2 separate regions of the Mus musculus genome follow, and region 1 is linked to region 2. A link is a contact called in public Hi-C data. All regions are on one chromosome and are shown on one strand. Each heading gives the region's core, a stretch centred on a gene start, on an enhancer-like site or on the middle of the called end of the contact. The rest is flanking DNA. Distances are from core to core; before and after follow the strand shown.

The links. Hi-C and Micro-C count contacts between places; a contact is called where the count stands out from the background.
Region 1: a contact with region 2 is called in a Hi-C map of muscle stem cells, with 2.9 times the contacts expected there. The contact joins two enhancer-like sites. A contact is called at or near these places in 1 of 484 Hi-C or Micro-C datasets (muscle stem cells) and 1 of 9 other capture datasets (pancreatic islet).

What each region holds. Positions count from the first base shown.
Region 1 is chr14:31,990,192-31,996,606 of GRCm38.p6, reverse strand. No RefSeq gene overlaps it. Among named protein-coding and RNA genes, the nearest start is that of Galnt15, 36 kb to the left of the region's middle. Within about 2 kb of position 2,601, at least 30 of the 459 cell types and tissues checked have an H3K27ac peak or open chromatin away from gene starts, as enhancers often do. A contact at or near this core is called in muscle stem cells, where this site is marked.
Region 2 is chr14:31,765,813-31,771,961 of GRCm38.p6, reverse strand. The region is part of intron 2 of Ankrd28 (ankyrin repeat domain 28); the gene reads left to right. Among named protein-coding and RNA genes, the nearest start is that of Ankrd28, 62 kb to the left of the region's middle. Within about 2 kb of position 3,216, at least 68 of the 459 cell types and tissues checked have an H3K27ac peak or open chromatin away from gene starts, as enhancers often do. A contact at or near this core is called in muscle stem cells, where this site is marked.

The DNA.
Region 1 (6,415 bases), core at 1,352-3,851, 230 kb before region 2:
GCTCTGTAGATTCCAGGGCCATCACTGAGCTAGCAATACAGGAGGGGGAGCCACGTGGAAGGTTCTTTTGTCTCTGTATGGACATGTACCGCCTGAGTGTCTGGTACCTGTGGAGGCCAAAAGTGGAGGAAGGAAGCCAGCGAGGGCATTGGATTCCATGGAAGTGGAGTTACCTGTTTGTGAGCTGCCATGTGGGTGCTAGGAATCGACATAGGGTCTCTCACAAGTGCTCTAAACCACTGAACCATTTCACTAGCCCATTCTATTGTCAACAACTATATTCTGTGACCTAAGGTAGCAGGCAATGGGGCCTGGAGCAGCAACTGAGAGCTCCCACCTTGAAACACAACCACAAGCAGAGAACACACTGGTAATGGCATATGTCTCCTATGACAACCCCTCCAGTGAGGCCATAGCTCCTAATTCTTTCCAAACAGTCCCAACAACTGAGGACCAAGCATTTAAACACTTGAGCCCGTGGAGGCCATTCTCACTCAAACCCTCAAAGCAGCTCCACCTTGGTGTACCAGGTCTGCATACCGACTCCCTCCATTCTAAGCAGGGCTTGTCTGTCCCTCTGCATCAGCTTTAGATGTGTTTAAGACACTCCTTCCTGCTCTTAGCCCCTCCTCCCCATCCTCACCAGGCTTCCTAGCTCTCTCTCTCTCTCTCTCTCTCTCTCTCTTTTTAAAGATTTATTTATTTTAAATTTTATTTATATGAATACACTGTAGCCATCTTCAGACACACCAGAAGAGGGCCTCAGATCCCACCACAGATGGTTGTGAGCCACCATGTGGTTGCTGGGAATTGAACTCAGGACCTCTGGAAGAGCAGTCAGTGCTCTTAACCGCTGAGCCATCTCTCCAGTCTGAGCTTGCTATCTCTTGTAAGTCAGATCTTGATTGAGCAGCAAAAGAGGTTTTATTTTAAAAATTAGTAGATAGATGATGTACTGGCTAGTTTTGTGTCAACTTGACACAGCTGGAGTTATCACAGAGAAAGGAGCTTCAGTTGGGGAAATGCATCCACGAGATCCAGGTGTAAGGCATTTTCTCAATTAGTGATCAAGAGGGGAGGTCCCCTTGTGGGTGGTGCCATCTCTGGGCTGGTAGTCTTGGGTTCTATAAGAGAGCAGGCTGAGCAAGCCAGGTGAAGCAAGCCAGTAAGGAACATCCCTCCATGGCCTCTGCATCAGCTCCTGCTTCCTGACCTGCTTGAGTTCCAGTCCTGACTTCTTTCAGTGATGAACAGCAATGTGGAAATGTAAGCTGAATAAACCCTTTCCTCCCCAACTTGTTTCTTGATCATGATGTTTGTGCAGGAATAGAAACCCTGACTAAGACAGATGATGATGATCAATAGATGATAGATTGAAAGATGATAGATAGATAGATAGATAGAGCTGGAGAGATACTTTGGTTGGTACATTGCTAGCTTTGCAAGCATAAGGACATAAGTTTGAGCCACAGAACCCATGTAAAAAAACCCAGGAAGCTAAAATGGCAGGAAACATTCTCCTGAAAACAGCCTGGTGGGACGGGGATTCTCTAAATATCAGCTTATCTTTCGTCTTTTTATGAATCTGTTTTGATTTAAAGTACAGAGTGGGACCATTTCATTAGCCAGACTTAGATCATGCAGGCTCCTTCTGTTAAGGGAAGGAGAAAGGTCTCCTCAGACTAGACTCTGGAGAAAAGAAACCCTGGCTCAAGGAAGAAAGAAAGACGTAGAGGAAAGATAAAGATGCAAGGGAAGGCAGAGGAGGGAGGGAGGGAGGGAGGGAGGGAGGGAGGGAGGGAGGGAGAGAAAGAGATCAGGATTGTTTACTCTGCTCTTCCAAAGCAGGGCATTGAGTGCAGGAGATTGAACTGAGCTCAGAGGCCAAACCCTTTGCAACCAGCATAGATCCATTCATGAAGGAAGCCCTCAAAGATCCCAACTCCTAACCCTGTTGCATTGGGGACTATGTTCCCGTCGTGCCCTTTGGGGAGACACATTCAAAACACAGCAGGTAGTAAAAAACAGTTTGAAAACCTTTACAGAGAATTTCATGGATAGAAGATCATATGAGCTACATTAGTGACAAAGCTGAAAAACTTTACAGTTAAGCAAGTTTGATGCTAGCTGGCTTAAATAGCAGAGAGAATCCTGTTTAACACTCTGTGATGGGTTAGCTTTGCCCATCGGACACAGCCTATACCGACCTTGGAAAAGAGTCACAATCCAGGATTGTCTACCTTGGGTTGGTTTGAGGCTGTGTGTTGTGTAACAGTTTCATCCGAGATTGAAACATTCCATCCCACAGGGAAGCTTCCTTAATCAGGAAGGTAAACAACTCAAAATAGCTTCGGGAAGTCTGAAACTGACCAGATCCAATAATCCCTCTCTGTCTGAATCAGCAGTCAGAACTGAGAGCTGAGACAAGCCAAACTCGGAAGATGGCTCAAAGATCAGAGCAGCTGCCTGGAAGAGCTTTAGACGAACTGGGAGACCTAGAAGGACACGCTCCAATTTAACTGCCTTCAGGCTGCGCAGCATATCCCAGCCTCCCTGCTTTGTGGGAATCTGGGGTGGGCTTTGGTTATGCAGCTGTCTTTGAATCATTTCTGCTCCTGTAAGGAACCCCAATATGAATCACTAAGCAGGACTTTGGTGGTACTCATACTTAGGTCTGTTGTGGGTGGATAGGCTTGTGTGTTGCATCTCTGAAGGAAAAGTTATGTCAGACAACAACATGTCTATGGGGGTGGGGGATTACCTTAATAAAGTTAATTGATGTGGGAAGATCCAGCCCACTTTGGCAGAATCTAGGCAGGGGTCTCAGGGGGCCAGGAATAGACACACAAACCACTCAGTCACCAATCTCAGTCAGGTGGGGATGGTGTGTTGAACGCACACTCCAAGACTGATTAATCAGACATGCAGTCAGAAGTCAGGATCTAAAACTGCGACCACACACAATCCTCAGAACCAGTTTTTATATGGGAAAAACAGCTGAACAAGTGCATTTGTGACATTTACAACATATAGGCTGTCTAGACCAAGCAGCACTGTCTGACGCTTAAGCTGATAGTCTGGGTCTAGAGGCAAGGAAGCTAGGGGTTTTAGGGCCCAAGAATTACTGAAGGAAGATCCCAGACTCAAATAGTATGCACAGGTAAAGAACATTTATTCTACAGATATTAGCAGTATGAAGGGGTCAACCATTCATCAAAATGGCAACCCCTTAGGGGATTGCAGGCTCCTTTTTAGACAGGGCTAGGGGAATTTTCTAGAAGGGTTAGGTAGCCTCTAATATAATTGATAGGGGGCAAAGCGGTGACATTAGTACAATTCTGATTGGTTGCTAAGTTAGTTTCATTATATTTGGTGAGACCTTGAAGAATTTTAGAAACCAACTCTGTTCTGGCCTTGTTATCTCCTCCAACTAGATGTCCCAGGAGCTGACTCAGATCCAGACCTGTCCTCCCTAAGTCAGGGTCAGCAATGACTAAATGCCCATTGTCAGTGCCTCATACTGGGGGGCCTAGCTTGCTTGCCTGGGAATTGAAAACTTTTTATTCCCTAGGTTTTTGGACCTTTCAGGGGATCTCCAGAGTCCACCAGGCTCTGAGGCTTGGTGACAAATTACAAGTTGTTTTTGTCAGGGCAAGGAACAGTAAGTCAAGTTAAGGTCACGAGTTACAAAATGAAGCTACAAGATGACAATATGGCAGAGCTATTGTCAAGTTTTAATATTTAACAGTCATAAATTGTAAAAAGTGGAGAAAATGAATTGAGCCCAAGCAAGCATGCATGAGGCAAGCTGTTCCAAGTTCCTCCCTATATTTCCTGATCGTTACAGACTGCAGCCTAAAAGTGTAGACCAAAAGACACCTTCTGCCCTTGGTTTCTTTATGTCAGGGCATTTCATCCCAGCCACCTATCACACAATACAGTGACCAGTTGGTCATCAACTCTGGGAGAGAGGGAGAAAAAAAATATACGTTCAAAGTCTAGAAAATGATGAAGACCTCCAAGGTCATAAACAGAGTGATCGAAGACTTGGGAGACTTTTATCTTGAAGAGAATGTGTGAGAAACAAAACATCTGTGGGATGGCTACTCTTGGTTGTCAACTTGACTACATGTGGACTACCTGAGACTTTTCTTATGTTGTTTAGAGTGGGATGACCTACTTTTAACCCAGATCTTTAATCTTCTACCTTCAATCTGGGTCAGACTTCTGGTGGCAGCCTACATAAAGAACATGGAAGTAGTCTCTGTCTATGTGTGTGTGTGTGTGTGTGTGTGTGTGTCTGTCTGTCTGTCTGTCTGTCTCTCTGTCCCCTTCTCCCTCTCTCTGCCTCCCCCCCTCCCCGCCTGTCCTTGCTCTCAATAGCAAGTTTGTTTCTTTGCTGGCATTTGAGACATCTTCAGAATTCTGGACCATCTGAGACACCCAGCCTCATGGAATGAACAACTACTGAACTCTTGGACTTTCTGTTGATGGACAGCCATTATTGGATTAGCTGGACCACAGCCTGTAAGACACTTTAATGAATCTCATATATGTATCAGCTCTGTTCCTCTAGAGAACCCTGACTAACACAGGTTTTGGTACCAGGAGTGGTTCTATAGCAACAGAAGTATAAGGATGATGTTTTTAAGTATGTAGAATAAGCTTTTCTTTTCTTTTTCACTGTACAGATTTCACATATTATTTTTATTAGATATTTTCTTCATTTACATTTCAAATGCTATCCCAAAAGTCCCCTATACCCTCCCCCTGCCCTGCTCCCCAACCCACCCACTCCTGCTTCTTGGCCCTGGCATTCCCCTGTACTGGGGCATATAATCTTCCCAAGACCAAGGACCTCTCCTCCCATTGATGGCCTACTAGGCCATCCTCTACTACATATGCAACTAGAGACACAAGCTCTGGGGATACTGGTTAGTTCATATTGTTGTTCCTTCTATAGGGTTGCAGACCCCTTTAGCTCCTTGGTTACTTTCTCTAGCTCCTTCATTGGGGGCCCTGTGTTCCATCTAATAGATGACTGTGAGCATCCACTTCTGTATTTGCCAGGCACTGGCATAGCCTCACAAGAGACAGCTATATCAGGGTACTGTCAGCAAAATCTTGCTGACATATGCAATAGTGTCTGCTTTTGGTGGTTGTTTATGGGATGGATCCCCTAGAATAAGCTTTTCAATTTTCCAACACCTACAGTTACTGAAGCCTCTCCTGGGAGCCGTGAGAGTACCGAAAACCCACGGTGTGAGCTATTTTACACACTCAAGGAGACAAATGCATTTGATTATCCTGATTCACCAACTGTGAGACGCAATGGATTTGGTGACTATAAGTTTTGACAACTTGTGGAAAAAATAAAATGATGATGCTGGATGGGTTGCTCCTGGCATCTCTGGATAAACTGACAAGGGAAAAAAGTCATCTCAGTGATAAGATTAGCCAACTGTAGCATCTCAGAATGTGGTGAAGGATAACCATGATAGAGTTGATCAGCTCCAGATGAACAGAAGCCGTCTAGAGGTTTCTAAGTGTGCCCTGAAAGAGGATCTTCTCTCCAGCAGCCAAAGAGCTCAAGTTGTAGAAAATCAAATGGAAGCCCTCATCGATAAGAGTGAATTACGAAGAAAATTCAAGTCCCAGACTTGGAGGATACTGGCAGTTAATGTGAGGGCATTAATGAGCAAAGAATGGGATTCTGTAACTTGGGTGGGGATGTGTGGGAGAACCCCATTGAAGCTGAGAACTTTGAACCCTCAGATTCTCAAGGGTTCATTTCACCCGAGGAAGCAGTCTCTCTACCCTCACCAAAAGATGTTCTTCCACCCCCCACCCCCAACCCCTGAAATATTGCCTTTTGGCTCCCGACTGAAGAAATTAATCCTTCATTGATCAACCAGCAGTGACTGTCCAAGAAGGAGATGCCAGGCAAGACATTGCTGATGTCCCTGTGGTCACTGAGGGTTGATCAGTAGTGGCCTTTAGACCTATAACAAGACTGAAGGCTAAGCAGGCTCCTAGTGGGGAGGTAAAAGAAAATCGTTCACAAGGAGGTAAGCTATACTACTGAAGAGCGTCATGTGCATTGAAGCAGAAGTCTTGGGAATGTGTATGGGAATGGATTTTTAAAACTGTGAGATAACAGTGGAAGGAAGGTAACACTGGGTCAGCCTGAGTTGATGGGGCTGGAGAGATGGCTCAGGGGTTAAGAGCACTGACTGCTTTTCCAGAGGTCCTGAGTTCAAATCCTAGCCATCTGTAATGGAATCTGATGTCCTCTTCTGTTGTGTCTGAAGATAGCTACAGTATATATATATATATATATATATATAATCTTAAAATATGTTTTTATAAAAAGAATGTATCAAAAGCTTGAATAGTTGGCTGAAGTATTTGTCAA
Region 2 (6,149 bases), core at 1,967-4,466:
ACTGTACTCTTGTGAGTTCTATATCCTCACATTTGCACAGTAAGCAGTTTATCACATGAGCAGTCTTCTTAACCCAAGAAATCTTTTCTAACTTGAGTCAAAGATAATATTCTATATTCATGAGGACTTCTGAAATCTTATTCTTTACATTTAACAGCTCTGTAACATACTTAAGGTTAAATTTTACATATAAAAATACAATGTGTTAAGTTCTTATGTGTGTGTGTGTACAAGTTTATGTGAGACATCATTTCTGTCTCGAAGTTTTTGGCTTTATTAGGAAGTGTTAAGTGTTATTTAATGAAACAATTTGTCTTTCCCTCTATATTTTGTTTTGGCTTCTTTGTTTGAGACAGTGTCGTGTAGTGAGGATGGCTTTTCCTGATGCACCTACATCTCTGTATCCTAAGTGTTAGGGCACGCATGAACCAACAACTTTACTTCTTTTTCTTCTGGAGCTTCTATTATGCAATGTTATTCTCCTGTGACACCACATACACACACACACACACACACACACACACACACACACCATCTCCATTTTCTTCTTTCTACTCCAAATCCCCAACTGAACTAATTTAAAAGACCTGTGCACATTCAGAAATTCTGCTTGACATACTTATTTTCTAGACTCTAAATTTTAAAATTTTCATTCATTGAAGGTTTCAGTTGTAAGATTTCTGTTAGGGGGTTTTGTTGTTGTTCTGTTTGTTTTGTTTTGTTTATGATCTCTATTGAAATTTTTTATTCGGGTCATGAAGTGCTTTTCTGATTTCATTAAATTATCTGTCAGGTTTTTTGTTTTTTTTCTTGACTCGTGTCCTGCTTCTGTAAGATTATTCAGAATCCTTGCTAGGCAGTTTGCAAATGTGCTTGTATTTGATAGTAGGAGATGATTGTGTTCCTTGACAGGTGTCATCTTTACTTTTACATGTTTCTGTTATTGTCCATAAATTGATATTTGCATCCAGTACAATAATCTATCTTGTTTTATGGTTTTCCCCCTTGTGTAGAGAGAGAAAGATTTTTCTGTGAGTTTTTCTACTAGTTTTTCTATTGGGTATGGTGTGTAAACTTTGATTCTAGGTTAACCCTGTATAACTTGTGAAGTTTTCTTTAACTGTAGTTCTTGTAAGAGCATCTTACTGATGTCAGTGATCTAGGCTGCACACATACGTCAGTATGGTAGTGCTGCAGCTTGTCCTCCACTTGAAAAGGCCAGGCTTGTTTCTGTTGGCTTTCACTGTGCAAAATATGTAGTCCCTAGACATGGTCACTGAGTTTGGGAGCAAGGGTTTCAACTTTTCTGCTGTACATAGATCCATGCATCAAATATAGACATACTGGGATGACAATTGTCTCTCAAGAATAGAGATACACATAGCTACAAGCCGTAAAGGAAGGGTGTATTCTGGCAATGGATTCAATTTCAAGATGGCTTCAAGCTATAATGGATTAGATCATGGTTGTAAATATATATCATGGGCTCCTACTCTGGTAATAAAGTTACATAAACTCCAAGCACCTTTCTAAATTATAAAGAGCCTATGCGGGCCACAAGAATCATCTGTGTAGTTACTTTATCTACAGGGCAATATTGATGTTCTCTTCATTTCTTCTTAAGAAATCCATCTTAGCTGTCAGACAGTCATGGTGGAGGAAACATCTCAGGGAGGAGACAGCATGCTTCACTCTTCTCTGTGGAGTTACTTGGGACTTTGTGCTCTATAGCAATCTCAGCACTGCAGTCAGATTCTGCAGTATAGTCTGTTTCTCTCGGAAGAAGGGGAAGGGGTAGAGCTGACAACAGTGAACGGCAGACAGCTCTAGTCAGTCACTCTGCTGGCCTCTTTATTTTTATTTTTTAAAACAAGTACATGGTAAGAACTCCCTCCCTCCCTCCCTCCCTCCCTCCCTCCCTCCCTCCCTCCGGGTATTGTGTGTGCGCACGTGCACAGTGCGCATGTCATAGCTCATATGTGTAAGACAGGGAACAACTTGTTAGAGTCAGTTCTCTTCTTCTACCTTCTGGGTTCCAGGGATTGAACTCAGGTCATCAGGTTTGTTGACAAGTGGTTTTATTTTATTATGGTCCCTGCTTCTTAATTTAAATTATAAGTACAGTATTTCATTGTGTAGATGTCCAACTGGAAATTTCAGATATGTTAAAAGTCTGATGTTTATTAAGCATTTCAATGTACCAATATATTCACTAGGCCTTTTTTTAAAAATTAAGCTCAAGGTTTTTCATTAATAATGCATAACTTAGTAATAGGAATATTTTTCTTGAACTATACCCACAATTTATTATCCATACCTTCCATTTTGCGTTTCTTTAAGTGATAGGAGAAAGTAAGCCCTTAACTGACCATGTTAAGCCAGGCCTGGTGGCACGTGTCTATAGTCTCCTCACCATGAAAGCAGAGGTAGGATAATCTTGAGTTTTAAGCCTACATGGATTACATAAGAGCTCTAGGCTAGCCTGTATTCATAGGGAGATTCTCTAGGACAAAACTAGCTTAGAGTAAAACTCTGGCTCTTTATAAAAGCAGGCAGCTTTAGTGTTGCAGTTTCTCACCCTTTTCCCATTTTGTAGCACTTGCCTTTATTGAATTTTAAAAATAATATTTAGCCTGTTCATCATCGAAACACTTGGTTCTTCATTCCTGATTTAGTTATTTAAATGCTATTTAAATAAGCTACAAATACACAAATTACTAACACATTTTACCCTTGGCAAACATAGACCCCATTGTATGATCAAGAGTGTGTGGATTTAGTAGTGGAAGACTGTGAGTCAAAGTACCTTGTGTAAAAACTAGTTATTCATGCTACCCAGGAGCCAAGAATATTAGTTAATCATGTGAGTTAAATAAAGGTTGATGAAGAGCTTCTTGTGTTCTATTATTTAAGTAACCATTTAGGGGACATCTAATTGTTTTCAGCATTTGCTTCCTGCAATGATTGAATAAACAAGTTAGAATTCATTTTTTTAAAACATAAGTTTTAAAGCCATATTTTACTAAAGGGACTTTTAGCTATTTTAATGCCTAATTTTCAGTGTTGAACTCTAGTAGAGTGAAATAAGATCTGTATTTTTTCTTTCATTATTAATTAATTCCCTTTTATTTTGATTTGCATAGAAGAATGCTATGTTTGTATGAGTCATAAAATAGCTTCATAGTATTGTGAGCATTGAGTCACAGAATTCCAGGCATCTCTCAGACACAGATGACTCACTTTCTGTGTCATCGTGCTTGCTGTAATGCTTATGCGTTACATTAGAGATGTTTGTCTATTTGACTAGGTCTAATCACATTTTAACATTAGCAACATTTGTTTGTTTAATGGGTAGCACCAAAAAGCCTAGGCAACGAGTTCTTTTTAAAACACACTTCTAAATTAGTCTTCAGCTTTCAGTAAATTTTTATATTTCAGTGCTTGCCAGACAATCTCTGTAAGCTTTTTAGCACTGTTTGGTGTATGATTTCTCTCTATATTCTATTTCCTGGGGTGAAAATTAGAATAAAAGGCGTGATGCAGTAGATTCTAACTCTGGTCATAGAGAGGAAAAACTCTTAGCTCACTAACTTATTTAACATTAATAGCACTAAACTAATTTCCTGTACAGTATTTTTACATAGTATTGCTAAGCCTCCCCACTCTAATCCACACTCTCAGCTGTCCTTAGAGTGAGTTAGAGAGTCCCAAACTAGAAAATTTTACAATCTTGAGCTGAGGAGATAGCTCAGTGGGTAAAGTGCTTGTTAGACAATCATGAGGAACAAAGTTCGATGTCTGACCCCCACCTAAGAGCTGGATGTGGTAGTGCGTGAATACCAGCACTAGGAAGGCAGAAAGTTACCTGGGGATGACTAGACAACTAGCCTACCCTAATGGTCAGCAAGCCCTGGGTCCCAGGAACTGATCCTGTCAGAACAAAGCAGACAGTTCTTGATGAATGGTCCTGAGGTTGACATCTGACCTCCACATGCACACATACACAGCCATGTATCCACATGTACAGCATCCCTCCCCCGAAAAAAATCAGGAAGACTGGAGTAATATCCTGAATAGTCTATAAAAGTGGGTGTTCCAAGATGGTGGCTTAGTTCTTGAGATCATTCACAATCATAGTCACAATCTGCTCTGATAGTGGCCTACATCTACATGTTCAAAGTTAGCTCAGTTTCAAATCTGCCTTTCAGCCTATAGGAAGTAGGAAGATACTCCAGCTATAACGTAGTTTTTGTTTTGTTTTCATTTCATTTTGTTTTTTAAGGCAAGATCTTGCTTAGTTTAGTTTAGGCTGATCCAGAACTCCACTATGTAGCCCAGAGTGGAGTTGATCCTCGGCCTCAGCCTTAGCCTCAGCCTCGGCCTCCCCCTCCCCCTCCCCCATGCTGCTGATGTGCATGCACTCACCCAGCTTGACAGATGCCTTTTAAAGGGAAGGCATTTTCAAAGGTCTGGCATTTGATTTCACTATTCTACTATTGGTCCACACTAAGTATAAGTACTTCAGGTAATCTAGGGATATAACCTCTTATTTACCATGTGGGTAAATGGCAAGTTATAGCTTGCTTTCTATAGACAGTAAGAAAAACGGATTAAAAAAGAAAAAGAAAAAAAAAAACAAAAACACTTAATCTACTACAAAAGTCTTCATGAACAATACTAAGTGTAAATTTCAGAATAATTATCCCTAAGTAAATAATTTTTTTAAATTCAGCCATGTCAGTAATAGTCAATTGTAGATTTGTGTGGTATCTTAATGTGACATTACTTTATACCTTGCTTCATCAATTGGTGCACACTTGATTAGGAGAAAGAAAATCACAAAGCTGTATATTAACGGAGCTCTCCTTTCTGGGGAAAGATTTGGAAAAAGATGTATTTTTCTTCTTTAAAACAGACATGAAAGTATTCTGGATGTGAAAGGAAAAACTAATAAATATTAAGACTAACCTTAGGATAATTTTAATTCACAAAGACTTTCTTCTATGCTCCCTATGAGTGCTCCTATGGAAACATTTTGATTAGTGATTTATCTGATTATTTGACATTTGTGTTTAGTGTGTTAAGCTGACAATTCTAAACTGCTTTAAAATTGTACAAGTGTACTGATGCAAAAAAGTAGCATATAAAAGATTTTTACTCCACTTATCAGTGATTGCATACCAAGTGACTTCTTTTGTGATTAAGTTACCTCACTCAGGATGATATCCTCCAGATACATCTATTTGCTTAAGAATTTCATAAATTCATTGTTTTTAATAGCTGAGTAGTATTCCATTGTGTAAATGTACCATATTTTCTGTATCCATTCCTCTGTTGAGGGACATCTGGGTTCTTTCCAGCTTCTTTCTATTATAAATAAGGCTGCTGTGAACATAGTGGAGCATGTGTCCTTATTACCAGTTGGAACATCTTCCGGGTATATGCCCAGGAGAGGTATTGCTGGCTCTTCCGGTAGTACTATGTCCAGGTTTCTGAGGAACCACCAGACAGACTTTCAAAGTGGTTGTACCAGCTTGCAATCCCACCAGCAATGGAGGAGTGTTCCTCTTTCTCCACATCCTCGCCAGCATCTGCTGTCATCTGAATTTTTTGATCCTAGCCATTCTGACTGGTGTGAGGTGGAATCTCAGGGTTGTTTTGATTTGCATTTCCCTGATGATTAAGGATGTTGAACGTTTTTTTAAGTGCTTCTCAGCCTTTCGGTATTCCTCAGTTGAGAATTCTTTGTTTAGCTCTGTACCCCATTTTTTAATTTTTTTTTTTTTTAATTTCTGGAGTTTAGCTTCTTGAGCTCTTTGTATATATTGGATATTAGTCCCCTATCAGATTTAGGACAGAAACCTAAAATACCCAAGATACAATTTGCAAAACACAAGAAAATCAAGAAAGAAGACCAATGTGTGAATACTTCATTTCTCCCTAGAGTAGGGAATAAAATACCCATGGAAGGAGTTACAGAGACAAAGTTTGGAGCTAAGACGAAAGGATGGACCATCCAGAGTCTGCCCCACTCGGGGGTCCATCCCATAATCAGCCACCAAACACAGACACTAGTGCATATGCCAGTAAGATTTTGCTTAAAGGACCCTGATATAGCTGTCTCATGTGAGGCTATGCCATACCTGGCA